2 separate regions of the Mus musculus genome follow, and region 1 is linked to region 2. Evidence: chromatin contacts called from public Hi-C data. All regions are on one chromosome and are shown on one strand. Each heading gives the region's core, a stretch centred on a gene start, on an enhancer-like site or on the middle of the called end of the contact. The rest is flanking DNA. Distances are from core to core; before and after follow the strand shown. Region 1 has its middle 49 kb from the start of Vgll1. Region 2 holds the start of Htatsf1 (HIV TAT specific factor 1).

Region 1 (5,825 bases), core at 2,116-4,615, 84 kb after region 2:
GAATCTGTATCCTTGCAAATGAGTCACTAAAAAGCTTTTGTCCCTTCTATCAGAGGAGGCCACAGAAAAAACAGAACAGTGGCTATCTATGAAGCAGGTACCTAGCCTATGGTAGTATGTTTTATCCAACTTAATGGACTAGGATAAATGCTAATATTGATTACCAGCTAATATTGCATGCCAGCTACTAGAGAAAGCACTATTTGAAATAGCATATGCCTATATACATATTAGACTCCTTTAATTTCATCTGTGTGTCATTCCTTCTTAGTTTGTGGTTCTTGATGTTTGACATGCATTGAAATCACCTAGCAGTGAGTCAAAATAATAATACCTAGAAATTAAATCAATCAATCAAGGACAAAACTCCTGATTCCTGAATGTTATTACCCCAGCAGCAAATTGTTATTACAATTTCTGATTGTATTTGATTGAGAAGTTGCTCAGATGTCAAGAATTTTGAAAACTTCAAGGTGAGGCTGGGGATATAGATGGGTGAGTGGGCAAGGTGCCGGAAATATTAAAAAATCAAGCCAGCAGGTAGGCCATGCACTGGCGGACAATGGCTGGTCTGATTTTATCTCACGGAGACTCTGACTCGGAACTCCACAATCTCTCCACCCAGCTTGCTAGGTTCCCACTGGTGGGTTGCTACCACACCAATCCTGTGATTCAAATCCCTCATGGCCTTTGTGGTGCATATCTGGCAAACTCACACTTGGCCACTGTACGTTTCTCTCTTGAACCCAGTCGAACCACCACTTGACGGAAAATACCACACAGACTTAGTTCGGAAACAATAGTAACTCAAGCTCTGGGTGCAACAACTAAAACGTTATCTTTTAAGCTTTATTAAATCTGATTCCTTACGTAGCAAATCCTGACAGGTCCACCATGATACTGGGAAACTCTAGTAGCTACATCTTGCCTTTATGCTATCCCAGTTCCAAAAGACCTAACTCTCTCCTGCTTTCTCTCTTCCTCCGTCCAACCTGGAAGTCCCTCCTACTCGCCCAGTGATTGGCTCCTTTATCCATTAGAAGATTGGTTCACAAGAACAGTATCAGGTCCACCTATAACACTTGCCAATAAAATAGGATCTGAATTCAAATCCCCAGAACCCACATAAAACCAGGCATAGTAGTATACATGTATAAGCCCAGTGTCCCCATGGTGATAGAGAAGGGAGGTGGACATCTGGGTGACTCTAATGTGCTGGGAGGACTGAGCTTATTAGAGGCAACATATTTGCCCTGATTTGGTTATAGAGTTGACACTGGCAATGCCATGACTTGATCTTAAGGTAGCATTAGTAGCTCAAGAACTAAGGGGACTTTACTTGGACACAAGGGCATTACTTGTGTCCAATAGCTGACCATGTAGCTGTATTTTCTTCTTAGGCTTTCAGAGTTAGTTGTCATCATTCAATCTCTACTTACAAAGGAGCCAAAAAGTCCTTCTTACTTTCAGCTCTGCTGATTTAGATAACTCTTTCTGCCTGTAATTTTTTACTTCTTTCTGTGTCTAAACTGAAAGCCAAAAGACAAAGAAACCCATACTCCAGAGTGAGGTGCTGGGGTTTGTTAGTAAATCTTACAACACCAACTTGACAATTACAGTGACTCAACTATGAAGTACCCCTGCCCAAATCCCCTCTGAATCAGTTCTTCTTAATGCCCACTATCATCGATTTATAGATGATAGTTTGATAGTTTGATGATGGGTTGATTCGCATGAAAATGATCTTCCTTTCTGAATTGGACTCAGGCTGTATTTTTTGGCCTTGTATGTAAATTTCTTGGGTGTTGTTTCTTTGCTTGCTTCCCCTTCCCTCTGCTTTGAGCATATTCAAATGCTCAATTCATAAAGAGATTCAGGATGTTCCTGCACACACATAGAGGAGTACCAGAGGTATGGTTTTAAACAGTGGTCTTTTCTAGGAAAAGACTTCAGTCAATAGGTATAGGAGACCTAGGTTCAAGTTACATGGAAAAGAAACTGGATAGGCCTCTTTAAAAATAGAGGGCTTTGTTTTAGGGACTGGAGAGATGGATCAGTAATTAAAAGCACACACTCATCTTGTAGATGATCTGAGTTCAGTCCCGAGAACCCTCATTTGGGTGCCTCATATGGATTCTGTAACTCCAGATGCTGCCTTCTGGCCTCTAAGGGCATCTGCACTCATGTACACATAGCCCCCTCCCACCCCCTAATTAAAAATAAAACAAAACTTTTTAAATGTTATTTTTTTAAAAAAATAAGTTATTTATTCTCATTTTATGTACATTGTTCTTTTGCTTGCATAAATGTCTATGTGAGGGTTTTGGATCTCTTGAAACTGGAGTTACAGACAGTTGTGAGCTACCATGTGGGTACAGGGAATTGAACTCTGGTCCTCTGGACAAGCAGTCAATGTTCCCAACTTCTGAGCCATCTCACCAGCTTGAATGTTATCTCTGTAACATTTATTTATTTAATGAGAGGACACAGGCCATAGCACACATGTATAAGTCAGAGGACAACTTACTGGAGTTGGTTTCCTCCTTCTACCATGTGGATCCACAGGGACCAAACTCAAGTTGTCAGGTTTGGTGGCAAGTGCCTTTCCTTTGCTTTTGAGATATCTTGCAGACCCTGGATTCACTTCTTTAAGTGACTGTAAGAATTTGCAGTGCAGGTTAGAACTTACTGGATTTTCAGGGAAAAGGTGAATTTTACACATCAGGTGGTATCTTGGTTTTGTTGCCTTATTGTTTTGTTCTGTTTTTATGGATTTATGTTTTTATTTTATACGTATGTGTATGGGCCTGAATGCATGTGTATGCACATGACATATGCACAGGCCTGCTGAAGCTAGAAGAGGGTGTCAAATCTCTTGGAACTAGAGTTGCAAATAGTTATCAACCACTTAATGTGGGCGCTGGGCACAGAGCCCCAGTTTTCTGCAAAAGCTGCAAGTGCTCTTAACTGCTGAGTCATCTCTTCACTCCTCAGTTGGTTTGAGACAGGGTCGCGAGTTATCCAGCTTAACCTTGAACTTGCTATGTAGCCATGGATGACCTTGAACATTTCATCTCCCCTCTTTCACCAAGTACTGCAATTATATGCATGTACCACCACAAATTTATACAGTATGGGAATCGAAGCCAACCTCTGGATTTCACACAATCTATGCCAGTACCCTACCAACTGAGCTGCATCCCCAGATCCTCAGATTAGGTTTTTAAAAGTGTCCATTTTGTATAGTTTGGAAACAGTTCTGGACCAGGTTTTTACTCCCAAAGACAGAGGCACTACTGTAACCCTGTCTCTGAACAGGTTCTTGCCACAAAGTGCCCCACTTCCTTTCCAAACTTACTCATCTTGCTCATCAGCAACAAAATGAAAATGTCTTTCTCACTCTCTATGAGCATCTCCCCAGCTCAGCAACTTCAGGTGCCTCTGTCACTTTGATTTATTCAAATGATTTGAAATGTCAAGCTATTGAAGATTGTAGTAGGGGACTGTGGGCATTGTCACCCACTGCACTAAAAAGCCAACAGATTTCAGTTCTCTGAACAGATGCCAGAGAAGGAGAAAGCTGAGCCTGTGGGATCTCTTCCTGCCATGTTTCTCAGTGGAGGGCTTCAAGGTCACTTAGACACACTCACAAGAAAGCCACAGCTTCTGCCAGTTTAAACGACACTATGTGGGAATAAAAGGTGTCATTAAGGAGAGACTTTGCATCAACTGTGATTTCTTAGAGAGTCTTAACAATTGGTTTTTAATGTTTTATGAAGTAAAAACTTTTGATTCCAACCACAGTGTGGTCTTACTAGATTGGCAATAGTCCCAGAAAACTGCTGATTTCAGTGAAGTGGGGGGCTTTCTGTGAGGCTTCATTAGACTCTAAGGAGAGTGTCATATTGTGCTGGGCACAAAGGTAGGAAGCACTCATTGCATGTTAGCTATTGCTATGATTACTGAAAGTTCACTTCTAGAGAGTTCTATGAGTCACCCTTGGGATTGGGCTTCAAATATACCTTTTCTGGCATTCTCTCCTGCTGAGAGCAGGCCTGTTGCTTCAGAGTAGTTAGTCTCATTACAGGAAACATTGGTGAGGGGTGGGGGTGAGGGATAGGCTTTAAAGCCCCTTTGGCTGGTACTCAGGCTATTCTAATTGTCATTTCCCAAAGCTTAGAAAATACTTGTCTTGCTGCATGGCATTAGGTGGCATCAATTGCAGATCTGGCCAGGACTGCTGGTACAAGCAGACTTGTAGCCTCAGGTACTCAAGAGACAGAGGCAGAAGAATTCAAGTTCAAGGTCTACCCAGCCTGAAGAGTGAGGCCAAGGGAACTTAGTAAGATCCTGCTTTTTAAAACAAATATGCTTAAAACAGCATGTGGTTGTCTAGTCCAACGGAGAATGCTTGCCTGGAACGCACAAAGCTCTGGGCTCTGTACTCAACACTGCAATAAATAAATATATAGATTAAATTATCATGTCTATAATATCTTGTCTGTTTTTTTAGGAGGAAAGTTGAAGATAGCTCCTCAATAGAAAGCTCATATTTGAAGAGGATCATATTAGCTCAACACAGAGGAAGTTGGTAGGAAGTGCTGGACATGTATAATGATGTTCTGACCTCTGATGCTCTGATGTTCTGAGGGTGATATAGCTTCCTCTATTGGATTTGCCAAGGGGTTCTTTTAGTTAAACAGTATACTAAACTCCTCTCTCTCTCTCTCTCTCTCTCTCTCTCTCTCTCTCTCTCTCTCTCTCTCTCTCTCTCTCTCTCTCTCTCTCCTATCTCTCAATTCTTCAGAATAAAGACAAAAGAATTGCTGTGCCTGGCTGCCCCCAGTGAACATTAGTAACGCCTCATCTGCAGTGAGAACCAAGCTGGCCCAGACTCAGTTTTCAAGCTCCCAGCATAGTCAGGGAGACAGACAGCAGCATGCTGAAGCAAACTCCTTCTGACTTCAGAGACGAGTAGAAGTCTTACAGACCATCTGTGAAACACACAGTTAAGACCATGGAGTTATATAGCCAGCCCCATACCTGTGGGTTCTACATTAAAAATTATCTCCTTTCTACATCTATCTACATGAATTTTGCTTTGCATTATTCCTTAAATAGTGCAGTATAAACAGCTATTCACATAGCATTTACATTGTGTTGGGCATTAACAAGTCATCTGGGGTCTAGAGGTGTACATCACTAACATTTGAAGAGCTAAAGTATATAGGATGATTTGCATAAGTTGCATGTAAATACAATACCATTTTATATAAAGAATTTGAGCATCTTCATGTTTTGACATCCAGGGGAATAGTTAGGTCTACACCCGCCTGGATTCTGAGGAATGATTATAAAACCTTATAACTGAACATAATATACTCAAAACAGAGGTCATAGATACTCAAAACAGGGGCACTGCCTAGTTAAAGTGCATTTCATCATCTTTGCCTTTGAAGTTGTGTGTATCTTCCGGAGCAAAAGCATGGAATTTGTACAAGGGATAATGGAGGACTTCTTGGCTACCTCATTCCAACTTGGGTGTTATATTACTTCGTGTGGAGAAAGTGAAATTAGCAGTGGAGGAGCTATGAAAATCTATGATCCTTTCAGACTAGGAATTTGGTTTTTCCTTTCAGAAGATGAGTTGCTGAGCATATATTAACATACCACTGGAAACTGACTAGCAAATAGATGACTGCAGTAAATCTAATAAACTATATGACAGGAGGAATTCAGCCCATGGTAGGGGAGCATGTAGAAGTGTTTTGAGAAGTGTTACCTAGGAGGTGTGGGGTGGCTTGATTAGGAAAGTGTTTGCTGTG
Region 2 (5,832 bases), core at 2,106-4,605:
AACAATTAGGATATGGATCACAGCAATACTCTAGGAGGTATAAAAACAGTGACAAAGTCATATATGACCAAAGCGTGTCCAGAGGGTATTATCTTCCTCACTGAAAAGTGTCCCCAATTTAACATTGTATACCTTCTGTAAGCAAATGTTGCTTTAAAGCATTTCTGAAGTTCATATTATCTTAGGTTAAAGATACATCAATTTTTTTTTTTTTGTCAGAAGAAACGCCTTCCCAACTAGGTTTATAGATTACAAGATATAAGGACAAGAAAACTCCCAAACATCATGAGGATGTGTGTGTGTGTGTGTGTGTGTGTGTGTGTGTGACCTTCCATAAAGTGTTTATAAGTAAGGCAGAGGAACTTCTGCAGAGAAGGCCCTTCTCAGGCCTTTTATCTTCTATAGGCACCCGTTTTCATTCTACTCTGACACCGAGTCTATATCTGTTTGTACTCAAACTTTATGGAACAAATGTATACTGGCTCAGGCAAGTATCTAGTGCAAACTGCAATGCTACCTTGAGCCAGATTCTCTATAGGCTTCCAGGAAGCTTTTGGACAAAAGCAACTGGGTGACTTGCAACCTTGACAGAAGATTTTTTCCCAGCTGGGCATGGTGGCACACGCCTTTAATCCCAGCATTCAGGAGGCAGAGGCAGGTGGATTTCTGAGTTCGAGGCCAGCCTGGTCTACAGAGTGAGTTCCAGGACAGCCAGGGCTACACAGAGAAACCCTGTCTCAAAAAAACAAACCAAAAAAAAATATTTTTCCCCATTTCCTTGTGTGTGTGTGTGTGGTGGGGAGGTTAGGGTATCTCCAACATTAAGAGTGTGTGCTATGTGCAATAACAATCATGCAGCGCACTATCTCTTCTATTGTAAACATACTCCAGAATGAAATGGAAGCCTAATAACAAATTAGTGAAAAGATCTATATACAGTTTTTAGATCAAAGCAAGAACTACTTAGCAGTGTTTAAATGCATCTAACAAAATCCACAGCATATATACAAGTTCAGTTCTCCAATTCTTCTACTAAAAACAAGAACCTCGTAAAAATAAGTATATTTGGAAACAACTACTGCTTTAATAATATCACTAAGGTTGAAATCAGATTCAGAGGTCTGTGAGGAGCCAAAATATTCTAGAACCCACCTGGAACCACTGTATTTACAAACAAAGGTGACTGGAATCGGAGTAATTTCTGACAAGCTTTTCCCTATGGTCAAGTCTGGGTCATAGTACTGATGTTTACACATATAGTATTTATTGCTACTTTTTTTCTTTTTTTTTTAGTGTCTTTTTTATTATCAGGTATTTTCCTCATTTACATTTCCAATGATATCCCAAAAGTCCCCCATACCCTCCCCCCCACTCCCCTACCCACCCACTCCCACTTTTTACTTTTAATGATTAAAAATTTTACTTGAATAGTTAACATTATTGCAATGAGCCTTGTTGATGAATGTAATCCATCAAAAAAAAAGCTGTTTAGAATTGTCTACTTTTTGAGTGTAAAAAGATGCACTATGTTCATAGCAGCCTTATTTATAATAGCCAGAAGCTGGAAAGAACCCAGATGCCCCTCAACAGAGGAATGGATACAGAAAATGTGGTACATTTACACAATGGAGTACTACTCAGCTATTAAAAAGAATGAATTTATGAAATCCCTAGGCAAATGGATGGACCTGGAGGGCATCATCCTGAGTGAGGTAACCCAATCACAAAGGAACTCACACAATATGTACTCACTGATAAGTGGATATTAGCCCAGAAACTTAGGATACCCAAGATATAAGATACAATTTGCTAAACGCATGAAATTCAAGAAGAACAAAGACCAAAGTGTGGACACTTTGCCCCTTCTTAGAATTGGGAACAAAACACCCATGGAAGGAGTTACAGAGACAAAGTTTGGAGCTGTGATGAAAGGACGGACCATCTAGAGACTGCCATATCCGGGGATCCATCCCATAATCAGCTTCCAAACGCTGACACCATTGCATACACTAGCAAGATTTTGCTGAAAGGACCCTGATATAGCTGTCTCTTGTGAGACTTTGCCAGGGCCTAGCAAACACATAAGTGGATGCTCACAGTCAGCTATTGGATGGATCACAGGGCCCCCAATGGAGGAGCTAGAGAAAATACCCAAGGAGCTAAAGGGATCTGCAACCCTATAGGTGGAACAACAATATGAACTAACCAGTACCCTGGAGCTCTTGTCTCTAGCTGCATATGTATCAAAAGATGGCCTAGTCAGTCATCACTGGAAAGAGAGGCCATTTGGACTTACAAACTTTATATGCCCCAGTACAGGGGAATGCCAGGGCCAAAAAGTGGGAGTGGGTGGGTAGGGGAGTGGGGAGGGGTATGGGGGACTTTTGGGATAGCATTGGAAATGTAAATGAGGAAAATACCTAATAAAAATATTTAAAAAATGCTTAAAACAAAATAATTGCTGCTCTCCCGCATCTGGTGCTCCTGTCATATTGTTCGCCAACTATAACTGAACCGCCCTTGATTTGTGCATGTCTTAGCTGCTGCCTCAGAATCTCCCTCAAAGCCTGGCACTTAATAGGAGTTCAGTAAATACTTGTCTGTCCTAAAAATATGGACCCCTTCCCTTTTCTAGGTGCATGAAACATCTAAGGAAAAAGCTCAGCTTTTCTTGGAAGACTGTTGGCTGTCTTACTAAGACACAAGGAAATGAGGCCATAGGGTTATGTTTACACTCAAGCTTCAAATTCCAGTCTGGAACACCTCGGACACGTTGCAGTAAGCTGCAGGCAAAAGCTCCTCTCACCTACAGCAGCCAGAGGGTGGTACCAGATGCCTAAAAGGGGGGTGAGATTAGGAAGTGATGGGGCCTTCTGCCCACTGCTTGTTAACTCATGCTTCACTAGACCTCCAAACAGCATGTTATGTGTTTGGGTTACTAAGATGAACAAAACCCGCGTGTACACTAAGGACAAGCATTCGAAAAATAAGACAATCCTCGGCTCCAGTGCAGGGGCGGGGATTTGCGCGAAGGAGGCGCCAAGGTTTCGCGAAGCGGGAGAAACTTGTCCCACGGTCCCACCCACCTCCCCAAGATGGCGCCTGCCGCAAAGCCCATTCCGCGCCAGCTCTACTGGAAGAGTCCTTTTTCAGGCTATCGCTTCGGCCAAACTCGTCCGGAGCGCAGAGGAGCCCGAGGTTAACGAGGTGCCATGCATTTCGGCAGGCTGCGTCCCTAAAGGCCAGTTCCCAATAAGTACAGACACGCGGCGGCAGCCGGGCTCCGAGGCCCCGCCCCCTGGCCGCGCAAGCGTCGCGGACCTTTGACGTCCCGTGGGCGGGTCGGCGCGACCCGCTACGTTGCCACCCGCGCGGACAATGGCGACTGCATCAGCCTGAGGGGGACTTCGCTCTCAACTCGTTGCCTGACGTGGCGGGGAGGAAGCTGTGGCGCCTCCGGAACCGGCCGCAGCGGTGACAGCGCGCCTGCGCGCTTCCGCCTCGCCCTGGCCCCAGCAGCGGCGGCGGCGAGGCCCTGCGGAGCCCGCCAGGTGGGTGGCAGCGACAGCGCTGACCATTTGTTGGCGCAGGCGTGCACGAGGGGGGCGGGCGGGAGGGCGGAGTCTGGGCGGTGCCTCGCAGACTTCCCAGGGTCTGCTGGGGCGCTGCGGGAGGCGGCCCGGGAGTTGCAGTGCACAGTCCAAGCTCTGCAGACCTCTCTTTCTCTGCTCTTGTCCAGCGCCCTCTCGGCCTCTTCACTTCTCTGACCGCGGTGTCCGGGACTACGTGAGAACCATGAGTGGCAACAACTTGAGCGGGAACGATGAGTTTGATGAGCAATTGCGAATGCAAGAATTGTATGGAGGAGACCCCAAGGAAGGTGACACCCAGAATGAGCCCTCTGGAGAAGCCCATTCTTTGGGACAACCACCAGATGACACTCCTTACGAGTGGGACCTTGATAAGAAGGCTTGGTTCCCTAAGGTAAGAAAGAGTATCGGAGTCCCACTGCGGAGCGGGGCCATAGGGTTCACTGGCAGCCCTTGCGGGACATTCCTCTTCTGTTTGCTCCACTGAAGTACTAGGTCTCTGAACCGGTGGTTGGTGGCTAGTCTATTGGTTCAGTCTATTGCATTCCCGATGTATAAAGGAAAGTAAATCTTAGGGTGGTGCCTTAAGTGATTTTTTTGTGCCTTATTAATTTGTGTATGTATGTGAAGGTCACAATTCGTTTTTATCTTGATATTTTTACTGCACAGAGGAAGAACACCAAGGAAATCACATTAGTAAGACTTTTATCCTGTATAGCCAAACTTAATTTACGCTTCCTGTACATGTTTGTGTAGAATGCAGCTTGTTGATTTACAGGGTGGAAGAGGTGTCATTCACCTCTACTGAAGAAACTTTTCTTGATTCTTGTTTTATCTATTAAATTTTGTTCCAGGGCATCTGAGTTCGGACCCTATAACCACAGGAATATGACTAGGAATGCACAGGAAATGAATGAAAGAGATCTATACATTTGTACTTGGGAATTGCTAAGTGTTTAATTTCAACATGGAAATAGCACAAGTGGTGTTGAACCTGGTCTTGTAAACTGTATGGTAACTGTACTCTGTTAGTCTTAGCCTCATAGGAACTTTGGCATCAAAGGGAACTAACAGCGCGACAAGCGACCGGAGAGGCAATCACACAAAACTTTTTCCATTGTGCAGGGGGATTGATTGTTGGTTGAAAAATTTCAGCTATTTATTTGTGCATATTTTAAGCATCCCAAACTGTAAAAATTTACAATTGAACTTCTGGACTGGCAATGCCCACTTGACTGTACATGTGATTTCTTTAAAGAGCGCTTTTAGTAGTCTGACAAACAATTATTTGGTATCTGGGTACCCAAAAGTGGATTCGGTGATGAAATTACTAGTTGACTTTGGGTTTTACCATCTCGTTTATTCAATACTTTTTTTGTTTTATGTATTGGCCACTTTAGTCATATACACTGTAGAGAAGTAGTAATTTATAAACATGTAGGAACGGGTGATAGCATCACTTAAAACTATGCGTGTTGTTTTGGCAGTCTGTGCACCTTTGTCCTACTTTGATCACACTACATGGTGTCCATATAAGGAGACTGGTCTTGGGTTGTACTTGAATTAGTACAGCTGCTTGTGGTGTAAACACTTGTTTTAAGTTTTAGGTTATATTTCTGAATGTACAGCCTTATACCACAGTTTCCACAAGTAAATTAACCTTGTCTGCATGTGTTTTGACTTCTCTATTTAGATCACCGAAGATTTCATTGCTACGTATCAGGCTAACTACGGCTTTTCTAGTGATGGTGCATCCAGCTCTACTGCGAACGTCCAGGACGCCAACACTAAGGCTGTAGAAGAACCTCCACAAAAAGAAGTCCCGGAGACCCCTGACTCCAAAAGGAAGGGGGAAAAGAGAAAGGCTGAATCTGGCAAGTGGTCCTGTCCTTGCCAAACCTGCCTTTAGAAGTGAGATAGGAAAAATTTGTAAATCCGTTTTACATTTTGCAGAATTATAATAGCGTTGAAAGAGCGATGATGTGACGAGTTTTCACTTTCAAATAGGCGTAAAGTCATGAAGAACAGAGGTAGCCCTTTTTCTTTTTCAGAGCGATAAAGGTCATTCACAGTCGAAAGGTTTATGTATTTTGCACGCTCTGTAGTGATTTGAATTAGTCGTCGTCTTCTGAAATAAAGAGAACATTCTAAAACTTTGAAGAAACTGCCATTGCCAAGATTTCATAATGTAATTCTTGTTTCTTTCGAATGTTTTATTTATTTCCCTTTGATTTTTTTAGGA

The links. Hi-C and Micro-C count contacts between places; a contact is called where the count stands out from the background.
Region 1: a Hi-C map of Th1 cells shows a contact between it and region 2, with 2.7 times the contacts expected there. The contact joins the enhancer-like site here to the promoter of Htatsf1 in region 2. A contact is called at or near these places in 3 of 39 promoter capture datasets (the 3T3-L1 cell line, 3T3-L1-derived adipocytes and trophoblast stem cells), 2 of 484 Hi-C or Micro-C datasets (Th1 cells and cortical neurons) and 2 of 9 other capture datasets (adipose tissue and liver).

The regions. Positions count from the first base shown.
Region 1 is chrX:57,134,471-57,140,295 of GRCm38.p6, forward strand. No RefSeq gene overlaps it. Among named protein-coding and RNA genes, the nearest start is that of Vgll1, 49 kb to the left of the region's middle. Within about 2 kb of position 3,366, at least 5 of the 459 cell types and tissues checked have an H3K27ac peak or open chromatin away from gene starts, as enhancers often do. A contact at or near this core is called in Th1 cells, where this site is marked.
Region 2 is chrX:57,050,215-57,056,046 of GRCm38.p6, forward strand. It overlaps Htatsf1 (HIV TAT specific factor 1), which reads left to right and starts at 3,356. Exons shown (of 10, transcript NM_028242.2): 1 at 3,356-3,551; 2 at 3,740-3,984; 3 at 5,284-5,464; 4 at 5,831-5,832. The coding sequence starts at 3,796.